2 separate regions of the Anser cygnoides genome follow, and region 1 is linked to region 2. The links are chromatin contacts, called in public Hi-C maps. All regions are on one chromosome and are shown on one strand. Each heading gives the region's core, a stretch centred on a gene start, on an enhancer-like site or on the middle of the called end of the contact. The rest is flanking DNA. Distances are from core to core; before and after follow the strand shown. Region 1 overlaps MED13 (mediator complex subunit 13). Region 2 holds the start of PTRH2 (peptidyl-tRNA hydrolase 2).

Region 1 (7,643 bases), core at 4,746-7,245, 200 kb after region 2:
GTTATTTTTAAGCTTCCTGCTTAATATATTGGAAAATCTATCTTGCTTTTCCAGGAACTGATGAGTCCCCAGAACCACTGCCAATCCCAACATTTTTGTTGGGATACGATTATGATTTTCTGGTGCTGTCTCCATTTGCGTTGCCGTATTGGGAGAGGCTGATGTTGGAACCTTATGGATCTCAGAGAGATGTTGCTTATGTTGTGGTGTGCCCTGAGAATGAGGCTCTGCTAAATGGAGCAAAAAGCTTCTTTAGGGATCTGACTGCAATATACGAGGTACATTATTTATGGCAGTTAGCAGTGAAATAGATTTTTGAAAAACTGTTTCTAATACGTACTCATAACTATTTATCAGGCTTGTCTCCAGTGATATAAGTGCTTGCTTGGAATGCTATATCAGCTGCTGGAAAGGATTTTAGGAATGGGTACTTGGAAGATAAGGGTTGTTCACACTGCTCATCATTGCTTTTAGTAGTACCTGTTTTGAGAGTCTGTCTGATAAAACGCCACTCAGTGGTAAAGCGGAGTATTACTACTTCAATTCTTTTAGCTTCTTAATGAATTAATTAAACGCACGTATTGCTTGGATTGTGATTAGGATTAGAGTGGTTGATCTATCCATCTGTTTTTCTTGCATTTAGGAAAACCTGAAAATCACTATACAGTGTTTCATACTTGTGTAGTTTTCTAGAATTAAAATGTTTCTTTGGAATGTCATGAGTCTCTCTCTCTCCATGCTCCTTTGATTGATGTTTTACTTTAACTCCTTACCTTGCATCTTATATTTTGCCTTTGCAGTCATGCAGACTGGGTCAGCATAGGCCTATCTGTAAATTACTGCCTGATGGAATCATGCGAGTTGGACCTACTGCTTCAAAGAAACTTTCTGAGAAGTTGGTCACAGAATGGTTCTCACAGACAGCTAATGCCAACAATGAAGCATTTTCCAAACTGAAATTATACGCCCAAGTTTGCAGATATGAACTAGGTATGGATTACTTTTTTTCAGTGCTTCTTACTTTGTATACTTGCCACCTGTTCCATTCCAGCAGAAGAGAAATGTTTGTATTTATTCATTGAGTCTTACTGTTTGTTGCAGTTTTCTGGTTTTAAGCTTGTGGAAAAAAGTAAACCAGATGAAACATATGTTTAGGTATGTGCTCATAATAAACAGTATCAAATGTACACTTTTTTTCTGGTTTTAGGTCCTTATCTTGCTTCTCAGCCTCTGGACAATTCTTTACTTTCCCAAACAAATCTGATCCCTCCCCCAAGCCAGCCAGCTTCAGCTCTGCCCCCAGTGACAGCTAATGCTGGAAATCCCAACACTCCATCGTCTGCTCCTGGAGCTCCCACCAGCAGTACTATGACAGCAACATCAACTAGTGCCATGTCTTCTGCAGCTACTACAGCTAATTCAACTTTGACGACCACTGCCACGTCATCCTCTTCTGCTAATATAGGCAGTGGGATACCAACAAACAAGCCTTCTTCATTTCCACCTTTTAGCAGTATGAACAATACCACTTCTGCTTCCCTGCCTGCTCAGGCTGCAACAGTCCAAAATGGGCAAACAGGAGGACAGCAGCAACAGCCGACACTTCAAGCAGCAGGGATGTCTGCAGATACTACTTCAGCACCTGCACAGCCCCATCCAGAGGTTTCTGAAAGGTAATGGAACTGCATGGTCAGGCCCTCTTAGGTTAAAAAAGTAAACCAAAGCAAAACACAAACCCCTCAGCTCAACAAATGTGTGCATATTAATGCACTCTAGTTCCCTCAATAACAAACAATTTATTTTCTAATCACCAAGTTGCTTTTTAGGGAGAATGCAAGCTCATTCATGGTAGAGTTTAACTTTTTGACACACATCCTATCTGCAGTTCTAATTGTATCTCGGTGTTTGCTGTGGTACAAAAATAAACTTTTTTTCTTTTATCTCTCTAAAGAGAAAAAGTTCACCAAACTACCCACCTCTGTATTTTAAAGTGAGGTGGAAGGAGAAATAGGTATCTGGCATCATCTTGAAATTCTACTTTGTTATTGAAGTCATAGTTTCTCAGTAAGAAGTGCCTTTACTACTGATGTTGTAGGTGTTTTTGTTCCCCAGTTGAACCAATAGAACTATGTGCTGATGAGCATCTGTAATAAAGAAGGCTAAAGAAAAGACAAGTGATATTGAGTTGTTGACAAGCTAACAAACAAAATTGAAATAAAAATGCTATTTCTTACACCACAGTTAACTCAAAGGTCTTACAGATTAATGTTTGATTTGAGCGTAGTTTTAATGTAAGTAAAAATAAATAATTACAAAGCTCACCGTCTTGTAATGGGTTTCAAAATTTCATTTCCAGCACTATGGATCGAGATAAAGTTGGAGTCCCTACAGATGGAGATTCACACGCTATCACCTATCCACCTGCAATTGTAGTTTACATAGTTGATCCTTTTACGTATGAAAAAAAGGATGAGAACAGTAGCTCGTCTAGCTTGTGGACGCTTGGACTTCTGCGCTGCTTTTTAGAGATGGTTCAGGTTCTTCCTCCCAACATCAAGAATATAATTTCTGTGCAGGTGAGCCAACATTTATAGAAACATGCTGAACAAAGTACCTCCTTTGGTTTTAGCTGTATTTTGGAGGTGATAATTCCCTCAAGGTGAAAGTTTTGTTTGCTCTGTAAACATTGCTTAGAGTTCTGCAGCTGTTAAATTATTGGTTTTAGAGAAGTTTGGGTGTTACTAGTCAAAGCCAAATCCTGTGGTAGTTTCCGAACTCATCAGTCTTATCTCAGAGGAATGCACTGGCCCACTCAAGTAATGAGTGAAGTATGGGAAAACTGCTTTGTTCCATCACCAAAATCTGCTGCCAGCGTAACCATGCTGGGCTTCAGACCAGGACTTCTTTGTGATAAGTATCCAACTGTAATGCTATCAGCAGCAAAACTAATAATCAGAGGGCATCTTTCTGGAGGGCTCACTAAGGTTATTTTCTAACCAAATTATTTTCTTTTCTGAAGAAAAGATCAATGAGCATAATTACCTGAAGTCCCATATAGCTTTGGAAGAAGCTATAACACAAGATATCAAAGAACCAGAGAAATGACCGTAAACTGACATTCTGAAAGCAACATACCCAAATACTATCTCAAAAAAAGTAATAATGAAACACTAATTTTATTTCCCTGTGTATTTTGTTCTAGATTGTCCCATGTCAGTACCTTCTGCAGCCCGTGAAACATGAAGACCGGCAGATTTATACTCAACATTTAAAATCTTTGGCATTTTCAGCATTTACTCAGTGTCGGAGACCTCTTCCAACTTCCACCAATGTGAAAACGTTAACTGGCTTTGGTCCAGGTTTAGCCATGGAAACTGCTCTTAAGAGCCCTGATGTGAGTATTCTCAAGACTAATGTGATTCTGTAAATATGCGAATCAGAGAAACGTCTGTTTGTTTTATCAGCAGTGTCTTTCACATTAAATAACCAGAGTTAAGAATAATCGCTTCTTGAAAGTTCATTTTCTGTTCTGTCATCTTTATAGAGACCTGAGTGTATTCGACTCTACACCCCTCCTTTTATATTGGCTCCTGTAAAAGACAAGCAAACAGAACTAGGAGAAACTTTTGGAGAAGCTGGCCAGAAGTATAACGTACTCTTTGTAGGCTACTGTTTGTCTCATGATCAAAGATGGCTTCTTGCATCCTGTACAGATCTCTATGGAGAACAGCTAGAGACTTGCATAATTAATATTGATGTACCAAACAGGTAAGAACGAGTTCCTAATTTTTAGCATGCATATCCTCTTTATTTCCCCCAAAGAATTGTTTTATTTATTATAATGTAAGAATAACTCTGACTTATGTAGACTCACCATATTCCAAAATTAAAACAGATAATTTCAGTATTATGTGTATATTGTTTAAATTTCTAGAATGCTGTTTAGTTTCCTGAGAGCTTTTGTATGTGTTTCCCTGCTACACCCTCCCCTTCCGGTTTCTTGATGTCAGTGTTAGAATGTGATTGATTAAAAACAAACCAACCTCCTTTTTTGAATTTGCAGTAGCAGTTAATGTGCTACAATATTAACATTATTGTTTCCTGCTAATGTTCAGGTTACTACAAGCAAGTTCCAAAGGCAGCTAGAGAAACTTCTTGTCAATGGGTTCTAATTTTATCTTTTTTCTTAAATTCTAGAGCTCGCAGGAAAAAGGGCTCTGCCCGCAGACTTGGTCTTCAGAAACTCTGGGAATGGTGCTTAGGACTTGTACAGATGAGCTCTTTGCCTTGGAGAGTTGTAATAGGACGTTTAGGAAGAATAGGACATGGGGAATTGAAAGGTAACGTTAGCGTTTTAGAGTCTAAAATTCTATATGGAGTTTTAATTTTAAATAATACAGTGTCTGTCCTTGCTTCTAGAAGAAAACCTATATAACTTTAGAGTTCCTTTGTACACCTAACACATATGAACTTTGTACCACACAGTGTTTTATGTAAAATATGTATTCTGCAGTAAACACTGTTCTTCTAGACAGACTTATGTTCTTTTTATCATCAGATTGGAGTTGTTTGCTGAGTCGCCGAAATCTTCAGTCCCTCAGTAAGAGACTAAAAGACATGTGCAGAATGTGTGGCATCTCTGCTGCAGACTCTCCCAGCATTCTCAGTGCTTGTTTGGTGGCAATGGAACCACAGGGGTCCTTCATCATAATGCCAGGTATTTGAGAAACTATATTTTGGAGAGGGAACTCACAGTTAATTCTTGCAAAACTAAGGAAACACAAAACTAAGGAAATGCTTGACTTGTCTTTCAAAGATTCTGTATCGACTGGCTCTGTATTTGGACGCAGCACCACTTTAAATATGCAGACATCTCAGCTGAATACCCCACAGGACACGTCGTGCACTCATATACTTGTGTTTCCCACATCTGCTTCTGTGCAAGTAGCATCGTCAACTTATACCACTGAAAACTTGGATCTGGCCTTCAACACAAACAATGGTTAGTAGATTGGATTTATTCTTACTTTAAAAACAAACCAAAACTCTCATCACTCCCCCTATAATAAGACTGTTTATTCTACTGAACCGCAGGATTTATGTGGAAAATCACTTGATTTCACAATGTGCTGTCATATCCCATAGGTAGGGAAATTGTAGAAATTGACTGTTCTTGTTCTTTTTCAAGATGGAGCAGATGGAATGGGGATCTTTGACTTGTTAGACACTGGAGATGATCTTGATCCTGATATTATAAATATACTTCCTGCATCCCCTACTGGATCCCCTGTACATTCTCCAGGGTCCCACTACCCCCATGGAGGTGATATGGGCAAGGTAAGAGTAAATAGTGTGTATATGGTTTCTGTTCATTTGTTTTCTTGCATCTGCTCATGTCCTCTGTAGAACGGAAGGTTCCTAGGAAATGTTTTGAATTAACTGGCTAGTGGATTGCCTGCAAAATTTGTGTAATGCCTGGATGTTTCAAAATGCGTTGTGATTTGAAAGCGACAGATAATTTCTGTTTTGTGCTCTCTAATATTAAACTGTTGCTTGTTTTGTAGGGTCAAGGTACAGATCGATTGCTTTCAACGGAATCTCATGATGAAGTAACAAATATACTGCAACAGCCATTGGCCCTCGGTTATTTTGTGTCAACTGCCAAAGCAGGTCCATTGCCTGACTGGTTTTGGTCAGCATGTCCTCAAGCACAAAATCAGTGTCCCTTGTTTCTTAAGGTACGGAAAGCTCGTCAGGCTGCACAGCCATCTTTGTGGGCAGTCTGTCACACAAACTATTGTGCAATGTGCAGGGATCTGAGTTGTGAGAACTGTTATGCTTAAAGAGTTGGTGCATAGCTTCTGGAATATGTCTGGTTTTGTTTCAAGAGAGGTTGGGTTTCAAATTTTTGAGCTTTAGCTTTTTATATTCACTTTTTCAAAAGGAAGAAAAATGATTAGTGGAAGGTAGCAAGTAGTCTGAAGGATTCTGCTTTTCTGATGGTTTCTTCAGAGTAGTCTGACACCTTTTTCTTACTTGCTGGCTCTGTGCTACAGTGTTTTGTAAGGATAGGTGTCCTGTTCTGTTTCTAGACAGACTTCTGGTTAATGTTTGACCCCTTTGGGGGACCGGTGGTGGAGGGAAGTAATGTAATAAAGTAATATCTCTTTACACTGGGGGGGGGGGAATCTGTTTAGCTTTTATGCTCTGTGCAGTGCATAGTTTTCCCATGCTGGCTGACTCCAAGTGATACTCATTGTCCCATCTGTCTGGATATTGTCTGATTTTTTTATGGCACCATCAAGACCCACTTGTCACATTCAAGGCTATACATTAGTATACAGAGAAACTTTGTGTATTAATGTTATTCACTTTTGTCTTAACAAAGCCTAGTATTAAAGATGCTAATTTATCTAATGATACTGATATGTCATCTTTAGCCTTGTTTGGGTCCGGCTTAGCAGTTCTTCTTGGCCTAAGCACAGCTGTGGCTTTGCTATAAGGTGTGGTCTTATGGAAAGCAAGTGGACTTGTAAATACATGGACGTATTAGAATGAGTCCAGAGGAAGGCCACAAAGATGATCAAAGGGCTGGAGCACCTCTCCTATGACGAGAAGCTGAGGGAGTTGGGGTTCTTCACCCTGCAGGAGAGAGGGCTCTGGGGAGACCTTATAGCAGCCTTCCAGTACCTAAAGGGGGCTACAGGAAAGCTGGGGAGGGACCCTGTGTCAGGAGTGATAGGATGAGGGGTAGTGGTTTTAAACTAAAAAAGGGTAGATTTAGATTAGATATTTGAAATAAGTTTACTCTGAGGGTGTTGAGGCACTGGAACAGGTTGCCCAGACAACTTGTGGATGCCCCATCCCTGGAAGGGTTTAAGGCCATTTTGGATGGGGCTTTGAGCAACCTGGTCTAGTGGAAGGTGGAATTAGATGACCTTTAGGGTCCCTTCCAACCCAAACCATTCTATGATTCTATAAAGGCTGTGTATTAATAGGAATCTTATGACGCTTGAGTTGTCTTTTTAATAATTACTTAATGTAGGCAAAGGCATCTTAAAACAACTTCTTAAAAGCACAATGCTAATAGCGTAATACAACTTAGGAGAGAGAAGTCCTGCACTTACTGACTGCATAAAGCTAAGATTTATTTTAGCTAGTGTGTCAGAGAATGGAAGGTGGTTGCAAGATGTGGGTCAGTGGTACAAAGGGAAGAAAGTAGTTTAATCAGACGCTAACTGCTAACATCTTTGTTCCTTTCTTAGGCCTCTTTGCACCTCCATGTGCCTTCAGTGCAATCAGACGAGCTACTCCACAGTAAACACTCCCATCCACTTGATTCTAATCAAACTTCTGATGTGCTCAGGTATTTATGATTGATCACTTGCAAAAATATCGTGCATTTCATCTTTAATATTGCTGCAATAGGTCTACATATTTGTTTTTCTTGCTGTTGCTTCTTTGTGCTGCTGATGTCCTTGGTACGTCACAAGCACAATATAAACTGCTGTGCTTTAAGTGATTAAAAGATGGCTTTACCACAGCACAGTGCAGTTAAATACAAAGATCACTAAGCCCTTCTTTAATTGAAGTTGATTACAACTGAAAATATTTGAAAAACAGTGAATTCATCAAAACCAGAA
Region 2 (6,814 bases), core at 1,621-4,120:
CACCATGATTCCAATCTGTGTATTTACTAACCCTGCCCTGAGGTTTGTGTATGTTGGATATTGTGGTGTTTTAGATCACTGTTTTGAGTGTACAGAAGAGAGAATTCAAGCATATTGCTGTTCAGTTTTGTTTGTGCAATTTGAAATTACTCAATTTAAAAATAAATTACTGGACTGTGGACATGCTGCATAGTGGTAGCTTCACTTTACTGTCTTCAAAAGGACCTTCAACCTTGAACCAAGTATTACAGTGCTAGTCGGTGGGGGCATAAGAGTGCATACACCTCAAGGGTAGAAGGGGCCATTAGAACAGAAGCAATAGAGACCAGTAGTGGTGTCTTGCGCCGAGGGGACGATACAAGAAAATATGTGATGCTTTTTCTATAGAAAGATTATGCCAGACAGAAGAAAATAGCACTTTTCAAGAGTTGGCTGCGCTGCGGTCAACTACAGCATCTTCGCCCAGATGATACGTTAGGATCGTAGTAGGGTGTGTCAGTTAAATGGAGATTATGTTCTAGGTATGTAAGTTGCCTTAAATATATTTAGCTTCAAATAAAAATGACTTAAATGTTTCTCAATGAATACTGTCATATTTGAGTGCAATGAACTCAAATGATATTTGAGTGCCTGGCCCTACTTGTGATAGCTCCTGGCTACGAGGCAGAAGCTTCTCCAGCTATCTTCAGCGTTAGGTCGCAGCTCTGAGGCTGAATCCCCTTCCTCCTTGCTCAGCTTGAACTGAGCGATTCTCCCAGTTGAGCGTTTACAGCAGGTCAGTGTGGAAGGGTAGTGGGTATGAAGCTGGGGGGGCTGGGAGCTGCAGGCTAGAGCTGGGATTGTTTATTCCCTGATGAACTGTGCTGCTGAGGGCTGGAGGAGGAAGCACAGAGCTCTCCCAGGCTGTGCCTCTCACCTGTCTCAGTGGGCTCAGACCTTCCCTGGGCTGATAAGAAACTGGCCTAGGAAAGATCTCAATGGGATCCTGAGCGAGAACTCTGCAGAGAACTCCTGACTCAGTGCTCAATAGCAGAACTCTCAAAAAAAACCCACCAATCAGCCTTGCTACAAAACTAAAAGTAACAGAAAATCCACCTAATTAGAAGCACAGGTAACTTGCCTTTTACAGTATTAGAGTTAAAAGGGAGCGCCGTGGGTAGAATCTCTGTGATTTGGGTAGTACGTGAGCCATGATCAGGGCCATCTGACCTTTGCCCAGTAACTTCAGTAATCGATTTCTATAACTGAGTGCTTTCTCAGACCTATGAGAACTTTTTAATCCTCAGTAAAACAGGAATTAAGTTTCTTCCTGTGTGGCAAGCTGTTTATACACATGTGGGTAACTCCCTATGTCAGCCAGATGGGAAACTGGTGTGCTTACATTCTTGTAAATGCAGTAGCTACACAGCCCTGTCCAGAAAGGAGCACGGCTTCCCTTTAGAAGCTTTTATAGCTCTTAAGCACTGAGCTGTACACCCTGTTTAACTTGTTCTGTCTCATACATCTCATACCAGTTACAAGGTGTTGCATCAGTTACCGGATCAGAAACTGCACTAAGTTAGCCGCAGCTATCCCCTGCTGTATGGGGCAATCTTTAGCTGCTCTGGCAGCCAGGCTGTTGTGAATTACAAAATCAATCTAAAATATCCTCGTGCAAGGCAACGGTGGAGGGGAACCTTCTATTTTTGGCACAAGATAACCTTCTCTAATGCTTGTATCCAGTCAATAAAGCAGACAAAATGTTAAATCATCAGCTGCACAAGTCTTACAAATGCTTGGTTCCTCCTGCTTAGGGTAGGAAAATTCAGCTCTGCTTCTCCTCTCTACCCAGCTTAGTGTTTTCTTTCCCGCTTTAGCATGTAATACAGAAGCTAGAGAAACTTATAAACAGCATTAAATTTTGCAAGTTTAAGTTTTTTACAAAAAAAAAAGATATTTATTTTTACTGAGAGCATATGGAATCATCCCAACTTCTGGATTTCACCCCTCAGTACTGACGCATACCAACGCGCTGGCGCTTATTTGGGCCCCGGCTCAGAAGAGCTTTAGGTGCCCGGACACTTGATCCACCACATCGGCCGGGCCCGGCCCGATGCCGAGCACCGTCTGGGAGCCGGGGGCGATCTGCGTGCGGCCGGCGTCCCGCACCAGGCTGACGGTGAGGCCCAGGCGCCTGGCCTCGGCCAAGAGCTGGATCAGCGTCTCTTCGTCGGGAGCCCTGAGGACCACCTTGGGCTGCCCGCAGTACTCCCACTGCTTCAGCACCTCGGGCGTCCTCCTCTGCGCCTGCTTGTAGGCCGACACGGCGGCGTGGCAGCACTGCGCCGCCACCTTCCCCTTGCCCATCTTGAGGTCGTTCCGCACCACCAGCACCAGCTTGAACTCCCCGTCCTCCCCGGGCACCGCCGCCTCAGCCCCCGCTCCGCCCAGGGGCTCCGCCGCCGCCCGGGCCCGGGGGTGCCGCAGGAGCCGCCCGCGGAGGCCCCAGCCGAGGCAGAGGCCGCACGCCACGCCCGCCACCAGCCCGAGCAGCCCCGCCTTGCCCAGCTGCTCCATGGCGGCACCGGGCGGCGGCTGCGGGGGGGCGGCCGGGGGCTGCTCGGCCGTGCTGCGGCTCCGGGGGGTGCCTGCAACGAGAGAGGGAGGGAGCGAGGACGTTAGGGCCGGGCCGGGCCGGGCCCGTTAGAGCCGTTAAAACCGGGCCCGGCCCCGCCCGTTCCCCCCCCCCGCCCCTTACCGCCGCCGCCGCCTCCACGCTGCCACCAGGCCTCGCCGCCGTCGCCAGGAAGTGACGCCAGCACGCCGAGGGGCGGGGCCCCGCCCGCCGCGGAGAGCGCCCGAGGGAACAGGGAGCGGGCGGTGCGGTGCGGTACGCAGGAAGTGACGTCAGCGGGGCGGGCGGGCTCCGCCTCCCTACTTCCGGGTTGGCCCGGGCCCAGCGGGAGCAGCCGGGGCGCAGCGCGGTGAGTGCGGGCGGGCGGGGGCGGGGAGCTCGGGGTCGCTCGGCTCCCCCGGGGCACCTCAGGCCGCTGTGGAGCCGCCCCCGCCGCCCCCAAACCCGCTCCCGGCCGCCGGTCCCTCCTCAGGCCGGCCCCGGGCCCCGCGGTTTCCATGGCAACAGCCCCCGGGGCCGGCCGCTGAGGGGCTGGGGGCGGCCTGAGGGAGCCGGGGGGCGGCTTCGGGCGGGCCCCAAGGCACCGGGGGGTCCTCGCGGCCCCTCCTGAGGGGAGGGAAGCGGCTGAACGGGGCTGGCGCCCGCGGCTCCGACCGACACCGCCAGGCGGTTACGGAGCGCCCTGAGGCAGCCGGGCGCCGGTTTTGCAGCCCGGGCGTTTGGAGGCGTTTCGGGGACCCGAGGGGAGCGGAGCTGCGGGCGTGCGGCCGTGGCGCTGCGGAACCGGGGTTAACCCCTGAGATCCCCCCGAGAAGCTGCACGGCTTCGGTACCGGTCTCTGCTCCTGCCCTCGTTCTCCGTGCTGCCGGAGCCGGTGCCCGCCAACAAGGGGGTGCCCTGCTTTAGTTAGCGCTAAGGATGTGGGCTGAGCGCCCCGAGGTGGGTGGCTGTGAGGTTATGCCTTTATTCCTCGGAGCGCGCCAAAGGGGCTTCGTAACGTCAGCCTGCTTTTATTTCCACAGCACGGGACGGGCTCTTTGTTATTGTTATTTCTCACTGGTAATAGGCGATGGTTATAACGATTGCCTCACCCCGCGCTTTCGGATCAGAGTCTGAAATAGCACGTTTGCCGTCGTGCAGTGGGAGGTTAGCGCTGCTTGTTAATTTGAGCTTCTTGCCCTACTTAGCAGGTGAAATCAACGGTGCTGGTGATTTCTGGGGGAAGGAGGGGGCTTGGTAGCTTTGAAGTGGGAAGTGGCAGTGAGAAAGGGGAGGGCGCTGGAAGCGGGTGTTGGCCTTCAGCTGGGAAGTCTGCGCTGTTCCCACTTCAAAGAGTCTTTTCCTGGGGCTGTCTTTGAATAGCCTTGGAATCTGTCATAACTGTCTGACTGCGTCCTGTGAATACCTATTGTTAGGATGTTAATGCGTGCTTTGAGACTTCCTTTTATTTCTTACTGAGTTCTGTTTCTAAAACAAACCCAAACCTACTACACTTCAGGAGCAATAGTTAGAGCAGAGCAGGTTTTTTGTGGCTCAGCTGTGAAGAGAAGCCATCACCTTCGGTTAGACCTTTACCTTCAGTGCCATGTGGAGAAGTGTGAGCTGGCTGGACTTTGCCATCCCACAGGAGCGAAGGGTGCAGCCGTGAGGCTGTTGCAACACCGAGCATGGGACACGGGACAGCACCTGGCTGGGTTTGGTGTCACGCTGACCTGACAGACCCGGGGGACATTAAGACGTGAGGCAGGCAGCCTCGTGTATTGCTGACTTGTTGAAAAAATGTTCTCCTCTCTGGCAAGGCTCCGAAGTAGCCCCTGTGCTTCACCCGGCGTGGGCAGGCCGTTCTCGGTGCGTGGCCGAGGCAGCCGTCGTGTAACCGCGTTGCTTCGAGGCAGAGGCTGCGAATGCCTGTGAAAAGCGGAGGAAGTCTCAGGAGAATGCTTCGGCCACCGTTCTCCCTGGGACTTGTTAGGTACCTCTGTTCCTTTTGTCTCTGTTGCACTCGATCGGTGCCGCCTCTTCCAGCAGCAGCAGCACCGTGGTTTAACGGCTGGGCTCGCTCGGGCATCTTGCTGCGGGGACGCTGCCCCCCCGGCACCTAGAGCAGAGGATAAGGGCACAGCTCCGAGCAAACTGCTCTCTGCGCCGCTGCTGGAGGAGCTCGAGGAGCTGATTCTTAGGGCTGGGTTCATACTCTTATTTTTCTCACCCTTGGTTCTCTCCTGCTTAAATTTTAGCAGGGCCTTTTTGTGCAGGCTCCGTTGTTTTGTGACAGCTCCTGTGACCTTTCTATCCTCCCTGCTTTTTGGAAGCACGGGGATTCTGCCGATGAGAGCTTGACTGCCACCTTCAGACCCTCTGCCAAGCCGTTAACGTGCATGGATTTCCTTATGGCCCTCTGAAACCAAGGACGTGAAAGACGCTGTGTCAGCTTAGTCACCCGAATATTAAGTTGTTTTATTTTTTCCCGAGCTGCGTTGCCCTCTCTTCAAAGCCCTTCTCTCTGCTGCTACCGTTCTTCCCAAGTGATGGGTTTTGGTGGAAGAGCTGCTCGGGCGTACGCACTGTGCCCTCGCCAGGAGGCAGCGGTCGGTGCTGCGATGGTGCTCCTCGCTGAACCCCTGCTGGAGGGAGGGCGTGAAGCACGCGAGGAGCGTTGTAGCGCTGCCTGATTCAAGACATGGATATAGCTGAGCTGGAAGCTTGAGGAACTGAAGGTAGCAGGGCAGCCCAGCACTAGGGAGGGCTCCCGTGATGCCCTCACAGCGGCATGTGCCACCCTCAGAAAGCCGCTTCCCGGGTATTGCAGCAGCCTGGCAAGCTCTGTCCCCGTTAGAGGAGCTGCCTCCTTCCCTAAGCTGCCATCTGCCCCCTAGGCCTGCTGCGCCCGCCTGCGTGAGGAGCAAGGAGCTCAGACCCGGCCTGTGCCCTCCCCTGGGGCACGGCGTGCTGTGCTGGCCATGCTCACGTTCCCAGTTTTGTAGTTTTCTTTTTTATTTAAGGAGTTCCTTTGAGCTTTCCGCAAGAGCTCGCAGCGAAGACCTGGGCAACCTGAATTTTGTCTTTGCTGCCGTCTTCATGCCTTTCCACCCATGCGTTGTGTGATGACTTTATTATACTAACTGATTCTAGTGCTGGATCTACACAGACAACCGTCAGTGTTTGTGGTTCACTTGAGAAGATTCACTGGAGAACAGTTCAATATACGCAGCCTTATCAGCAGAATCACAACTTCTCTTAACCCCAGAAGAAAAAGCGTGGCATCCCTGAAGCTCGTGTGACAACATCAGTCTGTGCTTTCCGAAGAGATGTCCCAAAATCTTTTTGGAAAAACAGAAATTTTAACTCTAAATTGTAAGATGACTTTTTTTGAAACTTCGTCTGGTTAGGAGTTGGAAAATAGGTCGGGTGCACAGAGGCATAACCCACAAAATGGAAACCTGTAGTCTTTAACTGAATTAGTTGTCCTGTCCGTTGAGGGATTAAACTACTTTAGTTAGAAAAACATTTTTAGGATGGGAATAAATGCACTCATATGAAAGTAGCCCGTAATAGCTACGTCTATAGAGATTTCGAACGTCTTTCAGATGTGTCCTAATTTATTTTAATTGAATGCTTCCCCTGAGTCTTAAGGGACTGGAAAAATAAAGCAGGTACTTTTTATATTTTCCGTGGCTTTAGGAAAGTTATTAACCTTCAAGTCAGGGACCCTGGCAGTCCTGTATCACGTGATGAGCAGTGTTACCTTGCTCTGTAGGGACAGAAGGTTTGGAAGAGCGCTCACTTTGGTCTTGAGTGCCTACAAAGCTAAGGACGTAGTTGTCTGTTCCGCTGGCTTTGAATACAGAAGAGGCGGTGAAGAGTGGCGCGGTTTTACGGAGCTGCAGGGGTACGTAACGTTTCACTACAGGACTGGTCTCGTCCTTTATCTAAACGTGTTCTTGTGCAGGCAGTCGCTGGGCTCTGAAGGAGAGTGCTCCCAAAACCTTTACTCGGCTGAGGAGCGGTGAGCTTACTCCCTGTGTAAATCGTTGAGCATCCGATCTCTGAAACAAAACCGTGTTGCAGGTGTGTAAAGCTGTCTGGCTTAGTGCGGCTGGTTACACCTGTGAGGGTCTACCTTTTGTTCTCCTTGTTGTAACTGAAGAACAGCGACCCAACGCGGGGAGCTCCAGCAGCCTCCCCAGGACTTCGGAAAGA

The links. A called contact is a pair of places that touch in the nucleus more often than the background predicts.
Region 1: a Hi-C map of liver shows a contact between it and region 2, with 1.7 times the contacts expected there. The contact joins the enhancer-like site here to the promoter of PTRH2 in region 2. A contact is called at or near these places in 2 of 7 Hi-C or Micro-C datasets (granulosa cells and liver).

What each region holds. Positions count from the first base shown.
Region 1 is chr18:10,024,161-10,031,803 of Taihu_goose_T2T_genome, forward strand. MED13 (mediator complex subunit 13) reads left to right here. Exons shown (of 30, transcript XM_048074275.2): 18 at 55-278; 19 at 801-990; 20 at 1,208-1,673; 21 at 2,357-2,576; 22 at 3,203-3,394; 23 at 3,545-3,768; 24 at 4,198-4,340; 25 at 4,559-4,717; 26 at 4,817-5,002; 27 at 5,189-5,337; 28 at 5,565-5,738; 29 at 7,266-7,366. Among named protein-coding and RNA genes, the nearest start is that of INTS2, 8.4 kb to the right of the region's middle. Within about 2 kb of position 5,996, at least 1 of the 3 cell types and tissues checked has open chromatin away from gene starts, as enhancers often do. A contact at or near this core is called in liver, where this site is marked.
Region 2 is chr18:9,830,658-9,837,471 of Taihu_goose_T2T_genome, forward strand. It overlaps PTRH2 (peptidyl-tRNA hydrolase 2), which reads right to left and starts at 2,871. Exons shown (of 2, transcript XM_048074196.2): 1 at 2,738-2,871; 2 at 1,908-2,627. The coding sequence starts at 2,556. The coding sequence ends at 2,035. VMP1 (vacuole membrane protein 1) reads left to right here and starts at 2,823. Exons shown (of 12, transcript XM_048074188.2): 1 at 2,823-2,963. CLTC (clathrin heavy chain) reads left to right here. Exons shown (of 33, transcript XM_066979406.1): 33 at 1-179.